Linked DNA regions of Mus musculus: regions 1, 3 and 4 are each linked to region 2. Evidence: chromatin contacts called from public Hi-C and HiChIP or PLAC-seq data. All regions are on one chromosome and are shown on one strand. Each heading gives the region's core, a stretch centred on a gene start, on an enhancer-like site or on the middle of the called end of the contact. The rest is flanking DNA. Distances are from core to core; before and after follow the strand shown. Region 1 has its middle 14 kb from the start of Gm34788. Region 2 has its middle 28 kb from the start of Slc28a3. Region 3 overlaps Gm34354 (a long non-coding RNA gene). Region 4 has its middle 12 kb from the start of A230056J06Rik.

Region 1 (2,921 bases), core at 133-2,632, 790 kb before region 2:
GACAAGGAAGTCCACAAGATCTGGGGATGGCTCAGATATGTGAAAACCAGAAGAGCAGAGGTGGGGGAGTCCAAGGCCTGCTGTGGAGACAGACCCTAGTGACAAAATGGGACACTTGAGCGTGTACACAGAACAGATGGGTAATGGCGATGCTGTCAGATGACCACAGAGTGATGAACTGAAGAGAAAGGTCAGGAGAAGGAGCAGGGATTACATATTTATAGGACTGTCAGGACAAAGATGGGAATGGCTTGTGACTGAACTGCAGGTCTGAGATGAACCATTGGGAACAGTGGCTGGAGACACCACATAGGGGAGATGCCTGAGTAGCAAGCAGTGCATGATTTGACAGCACCCCACACCCCACTCATCCCCAGACACCACATAGGGCAGACGCCCAAAGAAGCCACTGCCTGCTGGTGTGACAGCACCCCCTCTTCAGGTTTCCACAGTCTCTCCAGTTTCTTATCTCCCTCTCCCTCTTGGCTTCTTCCCTATGAGATTGCGTACTGCAGGTTTGTGGGCACACGTGCACGGCTGGCTTGAGTCTGCTGGGAGAACTGGTAAGAGAAGGAGGGAGTGGTTGGATACTCGGAGATGTCAGGCATGGACAGGATGGATCTAGGACTTGGCTCTGATAAAGAGGGAGAGAATTGTATTCCTTGTTTCTGGTTCTCCTGCCTCGCCTCCACCTTCCCACGGAGATTTCGGAGAAAGAAGTAAAGAATTACATATTCATCAGGCCGGACCCAAAGTGCCGACATAAACACGTGACAGCACGTGGGTCAAAGCTGATGGGATTCCTGTATGCCAAACCTCTTCACATATAGAGCAACTCAGGTGACACTGCTGTGTGGTTCCCTGTCCGGCTTTCTAAGGTTGAGACAGTCTCATTCTCTCTCTCTCTCTCTCTCTCTCTCTCTCTCTCTCTCTCTCTGTCTGTCTCTCTCTCTCTCTGTGTCTCTCTCTCTCTGTCTCTCTGTCTCTCTCTCTGTCTGTCTCTCTCTCTCTCTGTGTCTCTCTCTCTCTGTCTCTCTCTCTCTGTCTCTCTCTCTGTCTCTCTCTCTCTCTCTCTCTCTCTCTCTTTTCCGAGACGGTTTCTCTGTATAGCCCTGGCTGTCCTGGAACTCACTTTGTAGACCAGGCTGGCCACACAAAAGGGTTTTGAGACACTGGTGAGAACAGAAGGGAAAGCATCTCCCAGTGAGACCTGGTCAGCAGAATGCATCTCTTTCCTCTGTGAACAAAGGGGCCAGTGGAAGGAAGAGTAAGGTGGCAGCAAAGCGGCTACTGAAGGTCCTGCAAAGGGGATGGGCTGCTGCTGAACTGACAGCGCCATGCGTCTTACTGAGCATGCGCAGAGCTGCTGTGCGGTGGGGGCCAGACAGGCCCACCCTGAGAGCAGAGAAAGGAGAGTCTGGAGAGCGCTCCATTAACCATCAGTGAGAGCTCTGGATAGGGGCCTGGGACCAGCATGAGATAACAATGCACAGGGGGTTGTCTGAAACAAGGAGGCCAGCAGGCTAAGAAGAACAAATAGCATAACGCGGAACATAGGTTCCGCAGAGAAATGAAAGCAATCCAATGTTTTGGAATAGAGTGCGGGGCTGGTTTAAACCAGCGCCTGGTGGCTTTTCTCCATCTTGGAGGGTGGCATCCTCAGCCTCTGAACAGCGTGGAAGAGCGTGTTTCTAATTATCACGTTGGGCCTTTGATCTGCTCTAATTATTTGTTTCCTCTGTAAACAAACTAGACTCACTGATGCTGGGCTTGGCTCACTTCTCTGCTTGGAGGTGGTTGGCGGCGGGCCACCAGTGCTTCACAAATGACACACAAGTGCCCTGGCTCCCACACGTAGTGCAGACACAGGGCTTCTACTGCGTGCTACAGATATGCAGGATTGTTGGCTGAGGTTACCTTACTGGTCTCTCTCTGTCTTGTCCTTTCCAGGAAGCTCTGGAAAGAGATGGAAGAGACCATGATACAATCAAGCAAAACCGGCTACACACAAGTGGGAGCACCAGCAGGCCGTAAAGGCCGGACACATCATCATTAAAAACACCCAAGGTGGAGGCTGGAGAGCTGGCTCAGCAGTTAAGAGCACTGACTGCTCTTCCAGAGCTCCTGAGTTCAACTCCTACCAACCAGCAACCACATGGTGGCTCACAACCATCTGTAATGGGTTCCAATGCCCGCTTCTGGTGATGTGTCTGAAGACAGCTATAGTGCACTCATATAAATAAAATAAATAAATAAATCTTAGCAGAAAATTACCCAAAGCTTCTGGGTCAGTCTTGTGGAATTTATGGACTCAGCCCACACCTGAAACTCGAGCATCCAAACTGTAAAACCTCCAGCAACCGTGAGATGAGGGCTCCACGTGGGTGTGGCCACTCTTATGACCTGAGAAGGATTTTTGCATATATTCTTGTGAATTCTACTTTTTAAAGCAGTTATTAAAAATTTGGTCTTAGGATAGAACAGAGAGCTTCACATGTGTCTAGCCTGTGCTCTAACCATTGATCGGCTGCCCTAGACCAGGCCTGTGAATTTGAGAATTAAAAAGTAATTTATTGAGGTATATTTTACATATGATATAATTCACCCACTTCAAGTACACAACACAATGTTTTTTGTTTTTTGTTTTGTTTTTTGTTTGTTTTTTGAGAGAGGGTTTCTCTGTATAGCCCTGGCTGTCCTGGAACTCACCTTGTAGACCAGGCTAGCCTCGAACTCAGAAATCCACCTGCCTCTGCCTCCCGAGTGCTGGGATTAAAGGCATGCTCCACCACGGCCGGCCCAATGTTTTTTAAAAAAAGATATTTACTTTTATGTGCATAGGTGTTTGACTGTATATGTGTATGTGTATCATATGTGGACAGTGCCCATGGAGGCCAGAAGAGGGCATCAGATCCTTTGAA
Region 2 (2,750 bases), core at 78-2,577:
CATTTAAGATTCTCTCTCTCTCTCTCTCTCTCTCTCTCTCTCTCTCTCAAAATGAAAGCTCAGAATTATTCTAAAGAGAACACTAAACTGGAGAGAGGAGGCATGCAGACTGCAAGTTTTTAAAACCTCTCCTTTATGTTTAAAACATCTCAAAACGTTCACAGATCTATAAAGAAAGGAACCAGGGCTGGAGAGATGGCTCAGTGGTTAAGAGCACTGGCTGCTCTTTCAGAGGTCCTGAGTTCAAATCCCAGCACCGGCATTGTGACTCACGACCATCTGTAATGAGATCTAACGCCCTCTTCTGGGGTATCTGAAGACAGCTACAGTATACTTCCATATAATAAATAAACAAGGAAGGAAGGAAGGAAGGAAGGAAGGAAGGAAGGAAGGAAGGAAGGAAGGAAGGAAGGAAGGAAGGGAGAAGAAAGAAAAAGCACATAAATGTGCCATATACCCCAATATACATTCACACACCCTATACGCACATTTCAACGAAGACCCCCCCCCCAGAATTATCAGCAGTTTCAGAAATTACAACTGATGGACCATAGTTGTGAGCCCCCACGTGGCTGCTGGGATTTGAACTCGGAACCTTTGGAAGAGCAGTCAGTGCTCTTACTTGCTAAGCCATCTCGCCAGCCCCAGGCACTGTACTTTCTAATCGAAAGCACCTTTGAACTTCATTCTAGAAGGAGCCTACCTGCGCACTGCTAATGCCTGGCTTTTTACAATTTGACCTTCAATCTAGACGTCACCCAAATGATGGACTCCGTGCTTGTGAACCCTCCCCTGCTACAGAGAAGCAACAAAGGGGGAAAGACATCAACTCTATAATCTGAGACGCTGACTGCTCCTACAGGGTTCTGAGCACCCACGCCGCAGCTGGCAGGCAACCATCTGCAACTTCAGGGTTGTATCTGATGCCCTTTTCTGGTATACATGGGTACTGCATGCATGAGCTACAGATACAGGCAGGCAAAGCATTCATACACATAAAATAAAAATAAATCCTTTCTAAAAATAGTGAATGTGGCACCATTCATTTTTACATTAATTTGTTATGAGTGTGTATGTGCACACACACATGAGCGTGTGAGTGTGTGCGTGGATGACGTGGCACATCTGTGGAGGTCAAGGGACAACTGTCAGGGTCAGTGCTTTTATTCTATCATGTGCGTCTCAGGGGTAGAATTCAGGTCATCAGGCCAGGTGGCAATCTCACCAGTCCAATAACTCCATCTCTAATGCTCTGTTAAATTGTGTGCCGTGTCAGCAAGCAGAGCTGGCATGAGCCCATTAGGAAGAAAATTGGACTGTTCATAAGTATGCGCCATCTGCTGGAGCATCCATGAGCAGCCCACGACATGGACACAGTGAATAGGGCTGCAGAGACAGTAGTGGAACTGGGTCCACAAGAACTCCTTTCTGCTTTTCATTGCTGGAGGACCCTGGCCTAAGCCCAAGCACCAGAGAACTAATGAACATTTAGTCTCAATCTGCAGCCTCCCTAGGGGACCACAGCAGAGTCTGCGGAAACGGTATAATTGTCTTGTTCATTACTGGAAACAGTAACTAAGTATCCTTCAGGACTCTCCAGCTCAAGATCTATAAGGATTTCTATTGTTCTGCTTCTCAGGCTTGGTATTTGTTTGGTGCTTTAAAAAGAGAGAAACCTGTCTCCTGCTATGTTTAAATGCCCAATCCCATCAGGACACTTCTGCAGCTGCCTGCATTGGGAGAAATCAGGAAATGACATCAAAGTCTAGACATAAAACAAAACATAAAAAGACATCTTTGAGACAAGCCTGGAGAAATGTGAGCATGAGCAATAGGTAGATGGTGACAAGCCTCTATTTCCAGTTTCCAGTCAGCTTGGGTACCACAGCTCAGTCTAAGGAAACCACACACAGCCATCTTTATCCTGCCCAGGACTGGGGAGACATGAGCTTAGAGATCTCCACCCAGACTCCAGAGGGTGGAGTAACCTTTATCTGAAGTTTTTGGGACCAGCATGCTTTTCTTCCTTTCTTTCTTCCTTCCTTCCTTTCTTTCTTTCTTTCTTTCTTTCTTTCTTTCTTCCTTTCTGCGTTTAGAATGTTTGCATATACATCATGTGTATCTTGGGAATGTGGCTCAGGGGCACACAAAATTCATTTAAAGAAAAAAATATATATATATACACACACACATATGTATCCTAAAGATATATACTTTTTATATATACACTTTTTTTCTCCTTTGGAGACATGTTCTTCTCCCTGTGTATCTCTGGCTGATCTGGTATTCACAAAGATCCTCCTACATCTGCCTCCAGAGTATTGGAATTAAAAGTGTGCACCACCACTCCTGGCTGGGTGGCTGGTCTTGTCTCTGAGACTGCATAACCACATAGCATTATCATTGAGAAATTCACACTTGAGAACCACACAATCAAGTTATAATAAATAAATAAATAAATAAATAAATAAATAAATAAAATCTCATTAACATTTAAAGTAAGTTTGTTATTTGTGACTGTATTCATAACTGCCCTTGGGGAGCTACCTGCAAAAGATCAGAGCCTCATTCAGGTGGCTATGATTAATCCCCCCAGCTGTCCACAGTGCAGGTTACTTGCTTGGGCTCTGGGGCCTCACGCCCTTTCTGAGCATGCTTGCCCTGTTGATACAATTTTGCTTTTCCCTCCTGGGCTTTCACATAGTATGCAGTCCCCAAGAGCCCGGCTTCTCCCTCTGACTCTTGACTGT
Region 3 (3,010 bases), core at 184-2,683, 560 kb before region 2:
AAGGGTGCATTTTGAGATAGCTTTTATCATAGCTCCGGGCAGAGGGATGGATAGCAATGGGAGCTCACACTAAAGAGGTCCCCATGCAGACCTGTAGTTTAGGTCTCCAAAGTGACTTTTAAGGACTTAATTAGATGTAGGTGGAATCAGGAAAAACCTGGTAATGGAATGCAAAGAGGTCCCCTTGGGGATTTAGTTAGGAGTGGAGTAGAGTTGTCTGTCGAGCACTTTGTCCTTTATGACTGTCTGCTAGGTACACACTCAGAGCCCTGCTTCCCTTCTGGATAGCCACCTTGTTAATGGTGGTGAGCATCGGTGGTAACCCGCTTGAAAGCAGGATCTGTGGGCGCTCTCTTCTTTCCTCAGGTGTGGGAGTTTCAGTTCTGATTCTGCTAACTGGAGAGCTTTTAGCCAAAGAGCAAATGTCTGGCGCATCTGAGGGAAATTGTAGTGAAGTCTCCATTTGCCCAGAGTCCCTTTAACGGTGCAGGAGAGCACACGATGTGCTTTTCCCTGATGTCTCATTACTTCAGGCACCAGCCCATCATCAGGACCACGATTGACGTCTTATTAGAGCCATCATTATGTCCTTGACATTATTTTAATAGCAACTGGGAACTTCGGGTAGAAATAAATCACAAGCAAGCAGTCCTGAGTCTGAATTTCTTCTAGGTGACTTCTGGACTCAACTCCATGCCCTCTCTTTGGTTGTAAATGCAATTAAGTGGCTCCTTGTCAGCCAGGACCACTGAGACAGATACTTGTCACAGCTGTGTTCTGTGCATTGGCTGTAACACTGAAGATCCATCCATGATCCGAGCTCCTATATATCAAATATTAAAAGAGTCCCATTAGATGTGATGGGGTGGGAACCCTACCACCGTGTTACCCTCTCACATCAGTATGTAATACATATATCTAAACGCTTCCTTCAGCTGTTGCTGGATGACAGCCGTTGCTACCATTTTGACTTGAACAGGCGGTCTGGGTTTCTGTCTTTCCAAGCTTGACTATCTCAAACATCTCATTTTCAGAAGTTCTCTGCCCTTTCTTTCATTTCTTCTTTCGTTCTCCGGCAACATATGAGGCTTTACTTTTTTTTTTCTTTTTTTCTGCAGCGTGCTGATGCAAACTGCAGATTTTTGGAAATCTGTTCTGTGGCTAGTTTCCTTATACTATAAATATCTCACTTGGCTGCTTTAGAGGTGGATGATTTACAAATTTGGGGAAAATTTAAGTAAAATCAGGCTCCCATTAGTTATGATGGCCAAGAGAGCCAAAATGCTCCAAATCTTGCTTCTGTGAACCTTTCCGTGGAATTTGCCTGAGAAGCAGATAAATCTGTGTGATGACAGTCTATAAATAAGAGATAAATCTATAAATAAGAGACAGCTGTTCCCACCTCAATAAAAACGCACAGCAAGTAGAGTGGTTCATGGGAAAACGCTCTCACCACTTTGAGTCAAGTCAATAGGTTCTCAGGCTTGCACAAACTCACGATCATGGGATGCTTGATTGAAAATCAGTCTTCAGCACCCAAGCTTCTTGCAGGGTGGGTCAGAGAATTCTGCTTTCCCCGATGTTCAGATGACATCGAGCCTCTTGTCTGGGAACCTCACTCTGGGAACTGAGCTAGACCTTTGTTACTTCCAAGAAACAGAATGTTCTTCACTTTCTGGACATTTTCCTTCACTTGGTGACAGTAAAGGAGTTACAAATGAGGGACCAGCAGCACTCAACCCTGCCCAGTGCAAAAGGGGTCTAGATCTGTCCGTGAGAGCTCACAACATGATGGCCATTGACATCCATGGGTTCTGAGAACATCTCCCGTTTCACTGAGGCCAAATGCTTTCTACACAACCCACATTCCACACCCACATAAAGACAGGCAGACTGAGCCTTCTCTACTCTGGTCTCTGTTTCAAAGACAATTAAGACAGTTTATAGGGGTGTGTAAAATAAATCAGAATTCAAAGGGAGACAACTGACAGAAAGTAAGAGGAAATTGAATGTTCTGAAATGAGCGCTGCTGAAAGGCTTGGCACACAGCTAGAGAAGTCACTCACAAATGTAGTCAGAGTGTCCTCCTGTGAATCAGGGAACTGTGATGAGGTCCAGAAAGAGCCTGAAGTCTAAGCCTGTACCTGTTTCTCATGTATTGCATCTTATTAGAACCAGGCAGATCACTGCAATGCCTAGGTTTGAGCTGGTCCCAGTACCCTGGTCCTCACAGCACCCCGGGAGCTTCGAGCTTTCCTTATGGGCATGAAAAGCTTATGGCTGGGCCCCAGAGATAGAAAAGGGAAAGAACACTGTGTGACTTTCTCATTGGTGGTCCATGACTGTCTAGCTGGTCTAGTCTTCTGAAGGTAGCCCATGGTCAGGTGACAGGAGCTGACAAATCAGTCACTCAAGTGCCTATGTGATGAATGAGAAAGAAAGAAGTTCAAAATTATCTCCCATTAGGAAGCAGAAATTGGTTCTCTGGAATCTAACTTCTTGAGTTCTTTGTATATATTGGATATTAGCACACTATCAGATAGAGAATTGGTAAAGATCTTTGCCCAATCTGTTGGTTGCCATTTGTCCTATTGACGGTGTCCTTTGTCTTACAGAAGCTTTGTGATTTTATGAGGCCCCATTTGTCAATTTTTGATCTTAGAGCATAAGCCATTGGTGTTCTGTTCAGGAAACGTTCCCCTGTGCCCATGTGCTCGAGGCTCTTCCCCACTTTCTCTTTTATTAGCTTCAGTGTGTCTTGTTTTATGTAGAGGTTCTTGATCCACTTGTACTTTAATTTTGTACAAGGATATAAGAATGGATCAATTTGCATTCTTTTCATGATAACTGCCAATTGAGCCAGCACCATTTGTTGAAAATGCTGTATTTTTTCCACTGGATCATTTTAGCTCCTTTGTCAAAGATCAAGTGGCCATAGGTGTGTGGGTTCATTTCTTCAATTCTATTCCATTGATCTACCTGCCTGTCACTGTACCAATATCATGCAGGT
Region 4 (2,700 bases), core at 197-2,696, 930 kb before region 2:
ATAATTAGAATTTCACATCCCAAATTGATAGGGTTGACTGACTTGCCAGTAATTTATTCTTAGTGTTAAAAATATGAAACAATGTGATTAACTTGTTGAAAAAAGAAAAGAAGACTTAATTTGGAGTATTTTTTTTCTGTATGCAGTGATTGCAACGTTCCTTTCCTTTCTTCCAAAAATTAAAGTACACTTTGTAATTCATTGAAATAGCAACAAGTTTATATATATATACATATATATGTATATACATACATATATATGTGTGTGTATAGTATTACATAATGTTATGTGGCTTTATTGAAGGAGGTATGGCCTTTTTGGAGGAAGTGGGCTTTGAGGTCTTAATGCTCAAGATCTGCCCAATGTGGAAGAGAGTTTCCTTCTGGCTACTTTTAGATCAAGACATAGAACTTTTGGCTTCTCTAGAACCAAGTCTGCCTGTACGATGCCATGTTTCCCACCATGATGATTTCATTCAAGGAGGAAAGCATCTATTCACAGGGAAGAAGCATCCTATCAAAACCCACCTTCTAGAAGACTGTTCCTGTGATCAGGAACTTGTGAGTCTGAGTATGCTTGAGCAGAATCTCCCAAGGGTCACTATCTCAGGATTTCTACTGCAACAATGAAACACCATGACAAAAGCAACTTGGGGAGGAAAGGGTTTATTTGGCTTTACAATTCTATACCACAGTTTATCATGGAAGGCAGTCAAGCGGGGGGGGGGGGGGGGGAAGACGGGGGACACAGGGCAGAAACCTGGAGACAGTAGCTGATAGAGAGGCCATAGAGGAGTGCTGCTTAATACATTGCTCAGCATGCCCCCTTATAGCATCCAGGACCACCAGCCTAGGGATGGACCCACCCACAGTGGGCTGGGCTTTCCCATATCAATCACTAATCAAGAAAAAGCCCTACAGCCTTACCTATGGCCCCATCTTATGTTGACATTTTCTCAGTTGAGGTTCCCGACAGTCAGGTGACTCCAGCTTGTGTCAGGTTGACTTAAAACTAGCCAGCATAGGTGATCTCAGGGATGCTTCACTGTGCATAGAGCAGAGTCCTGAACAACCAGAGAGAGGTTTGACCAGTTCATGCCAGTTGGGTCAGATTGCAATCTGACTTGGAAAATTAATTGTAAATGTAACTTTTGACAGGCAGAGGAACCAAGGGGAAGGAAGGCTGCAAATGTAACTTTTATTCTCCAGATGTAATTGTCTTGGAATATTACTGCCTCAGTCTGCTAACCTAGGCCTAGTCCTGAAAGCTTCTAGCCTCCGTACAATCTAATCCAGGGCTAGATGTTTTCAGCCTCTGAGACTTACTGCTGACTAAGCTCACTCTTTCTCTCTCTTTCTGTATTCTAGCTGGCTGATTCAGCTCAGCTGTTCTGGCTCAAACTCCTCTCCAAGCAAACTGACTCACTCTGGATTCTCTCTTGGCCTCAGAGTTACTCTGGCCATCTGTTCTAATCTCTGGCTCCTTCTCATTCTCTGGCTCATTCTGTCTTCGCCTGTGTCTAGCTTGTTCTCTCTTCAACCTGTCTGTGCAAAATTCTGCCTGTCAAGCTGCCTCCTCTCCTTTTTCTCTCTGTGCTGCTCTCTCTTAAGCATCCTCCTTTCCTCTCTGATCTCATGAGAGTTGGGCAGATCCTGTTCTGTAGGTCTTTCCCTGATTTGTCACGTGGTCTGCCCCTCAATAAGGCATTACTTTCAAACATGGTGTTTCCTTCTGCAAACTAACTTTACCTTCACTGTTTGAGATTAAAGGTGTGTGCTAAGACTGAGCCACACCACAACTAGAAAGAGGTTTTTTGTTTTTTGTTTTCCCCAGTAAACAACACAATCTCAGAGTTCACAGGGTGGTCAAATATCCTGCAACAGTCAATAAGCAGTTTTAATAGTAAAAGAAAGTAATTCCTCTCTTGGCTGGTGCATTGTTGACAGGGCAGTCCGTCCACAGAGGAGAGAAAGAAGGAAGAAGTGAGTCGGGCATAGATGACCCAGGCAATCTTCAGCTTCGACTGCAAGACTAGCAATCAGATTGTTTATTTATACAGATTTCCCCGAACAAAGATTACTCAAGAAGTATAGGTTATGCATTTGATTTTTCATTAAATGCCCAGGGTTACAAGTTCAGTCACAATTAGAAAAATACAAACAGATTTTTTTTTATCAGCCCTATAACTTCAATTTAAATAATCTAAAGAATGTCTCCTCCAAAGCAAATACATTTATTATATGTTAGCCTGCTTTTAGGTTAGGTGTTTTAAAGCACCCCAGACAAACAGAAACTATATGAACTGATCTTTTTATGAATAGCAAATACTAATACCTAATTTGTTTTATTATGTATCATCATCTATGCTATTCTATAAAGTAGGAAAAGTTCATTTTAGCCAGTCTATCTTATTTACTGAATTTATTCCTCCAGGGGTGCACCCTATGTGACTCCCTATGTATAGATGACATTTTCAGAGAGCTTTAAGTGTATTGTGAAGGGAGGTATTGAAACTGTAACCTATTCCCCTGACCAGTCAGAGTCTGTAAATTCTCTGTTTACCCTGCATCAATTATACAGTTTGAGCCATCTCAGGGAATGATATCCTAAGAAGATTACTGGATCAAATCAAATCAAATCCAGCTACGTACTTATCTGTGCTTCATGATCTCCAGGACATAAGGAAGACTTCCAAATAGT

The links. A called contact is a pair of places that touch in the nucleus more often than the background predicts. HiChIP or PLAC-seq counts read pairs in DNA pulled down with a chosen protein or histone mark.
Region 1: a contact with region 2 is called in a Hi-C map of cortical neurons, with 4 times the contacts expected there. The contact joins two enhancer-like sites. A contact is called at or near these places in 2 of 15 datasets of contacts at CTCF or cohesin (embryonic stem cells and large pre-B cells), 12 of 484 Hi-C or Micro-C datasets (the G1E-ER4 cell line, the N1E-115 cell line, bone marrow-derived macrophages and 6 more) and 3 of 115 datasets of contacts at active chromatin or transcription factors (SST interneurons, embryonic forebrain and embryonic hindbrain).
Region 3: a contact with region 2 is called in an H3K27ac HiChIP or PLAC-seq map of SST interneurons, with 7 times the contacts expected there. The contact joins two enhancer-like sites. A contact is called at or near these places in 1 of 39 promoter capture datasets (hippocampal neurons), 2 of 15 datasets of contacts at CTCF or cohesin (large pre-B cells and stem cell-derived epiblast-like cells), 11 of 484 Hi-C or Micro-C datasets (the C10 cell line, the HPC-7 cell line, LSK cells and 3 more), 4 of 115 datasets of contacts at active chromatin or transcription factors (SST interneurons, embryonic stem cells, epiblast stem cells and 1 more) and 1 of 9 other capture datasets (embryonic stem cells).
Region 4: a contact with region 2 is called in a Hi-C map of cortical neurons, with 3 times the contacts expected there. The contact joins two enhancer-like sites. A contact is called at or near these places in 2 of 39 promoter capture datasets (embryonic stem cells and hippocampal neurons), 8 of 484 Hi-C or Micro-C datasets (the Ba/F3 cell line, the G1E-ER4 cell line, cerebellum and 4 more), 9 of 115 datasets of contacts at active chromatin or transcription factors (astrocytes, cardiomyocytes, embryonic forebrain and 6 more) and 1 of 9 other capture datasets (embryonic stem cells).

The regions. Positions count from the first base shown.
Region 1 is chr13:59,430,167-59,433,087 of GRCm38.p6, reverse strand. No RefSeq gene overlaps it. Among named protein-coding and RNA genes, the nearest start is that of Gm34788, 14 kb to the right of the region's middle. Within about 2 kb of position 1,382, at least 41 of the 459 cell types and tissues checked have an H3K27ac peak or open chromatin away from gene starts, as enhancers often do. A contact at or near this core is called in cerebellum and cortical neurons, where this site is marked.
Region 2 is chr13:58,637,733-58,640,482 of GRCm38.p6, reverse strand. No RefSeq gene overlaps it. Among named protein-coding and RNA genes, the nearest start is that of Slc28a3, 28 kb to the right of the region's middle. Within about 2 kb of position 1,327, at least 13 of the 459 cell types and tissues checked have an H3K27ac peak or open chromatin away from gene starts, as enhancers often do. A contact at or near this core is called in SST interneurons, cerebellum and cortical neurons, where this site is marked.
Region 3 is chr13:59,199,679-59,202,688 of GRCm38.p6, reverse strand. Gm34354 (a long non-coding RNA gene) reads right to left here. Exons shown (of 6, transcript XR_382523.2): 6 at 1-2,418. The region is part of intron 2 of Gm34558 (a long non-coding RNA gene); the gene reads left to right. Among named protein-coding and RNA genes, the nearest start is that of Gm34558, 15 kb to the left of the region's middle. Within about 2 kb of position 1,433, at least 5 of the 459 cell types and tissues checked have an H3K27ac peak or open chromatin away from gene starts, as enhancers often do. A contact at or near this core is called in SST interneurons, where this site is marked.
Region 4 is chr13:59,571,482-59,574,181 of GRCm38.p6, reverse strand. No RefSeq gene overlaps it. Among named protein-coding and RNA genes, the nearest start is that of A230056J06Rik, 12 kb to the left of the region's middle. Within about 2 kb of position 1,446, at least 25 of the 459 cell types and tissues checked have an H3K27ac peak or open chromatin away from gene starts, as enhancers often do. A contact at or near this core is called in cerebellum and cortical neurons, where this site is marked.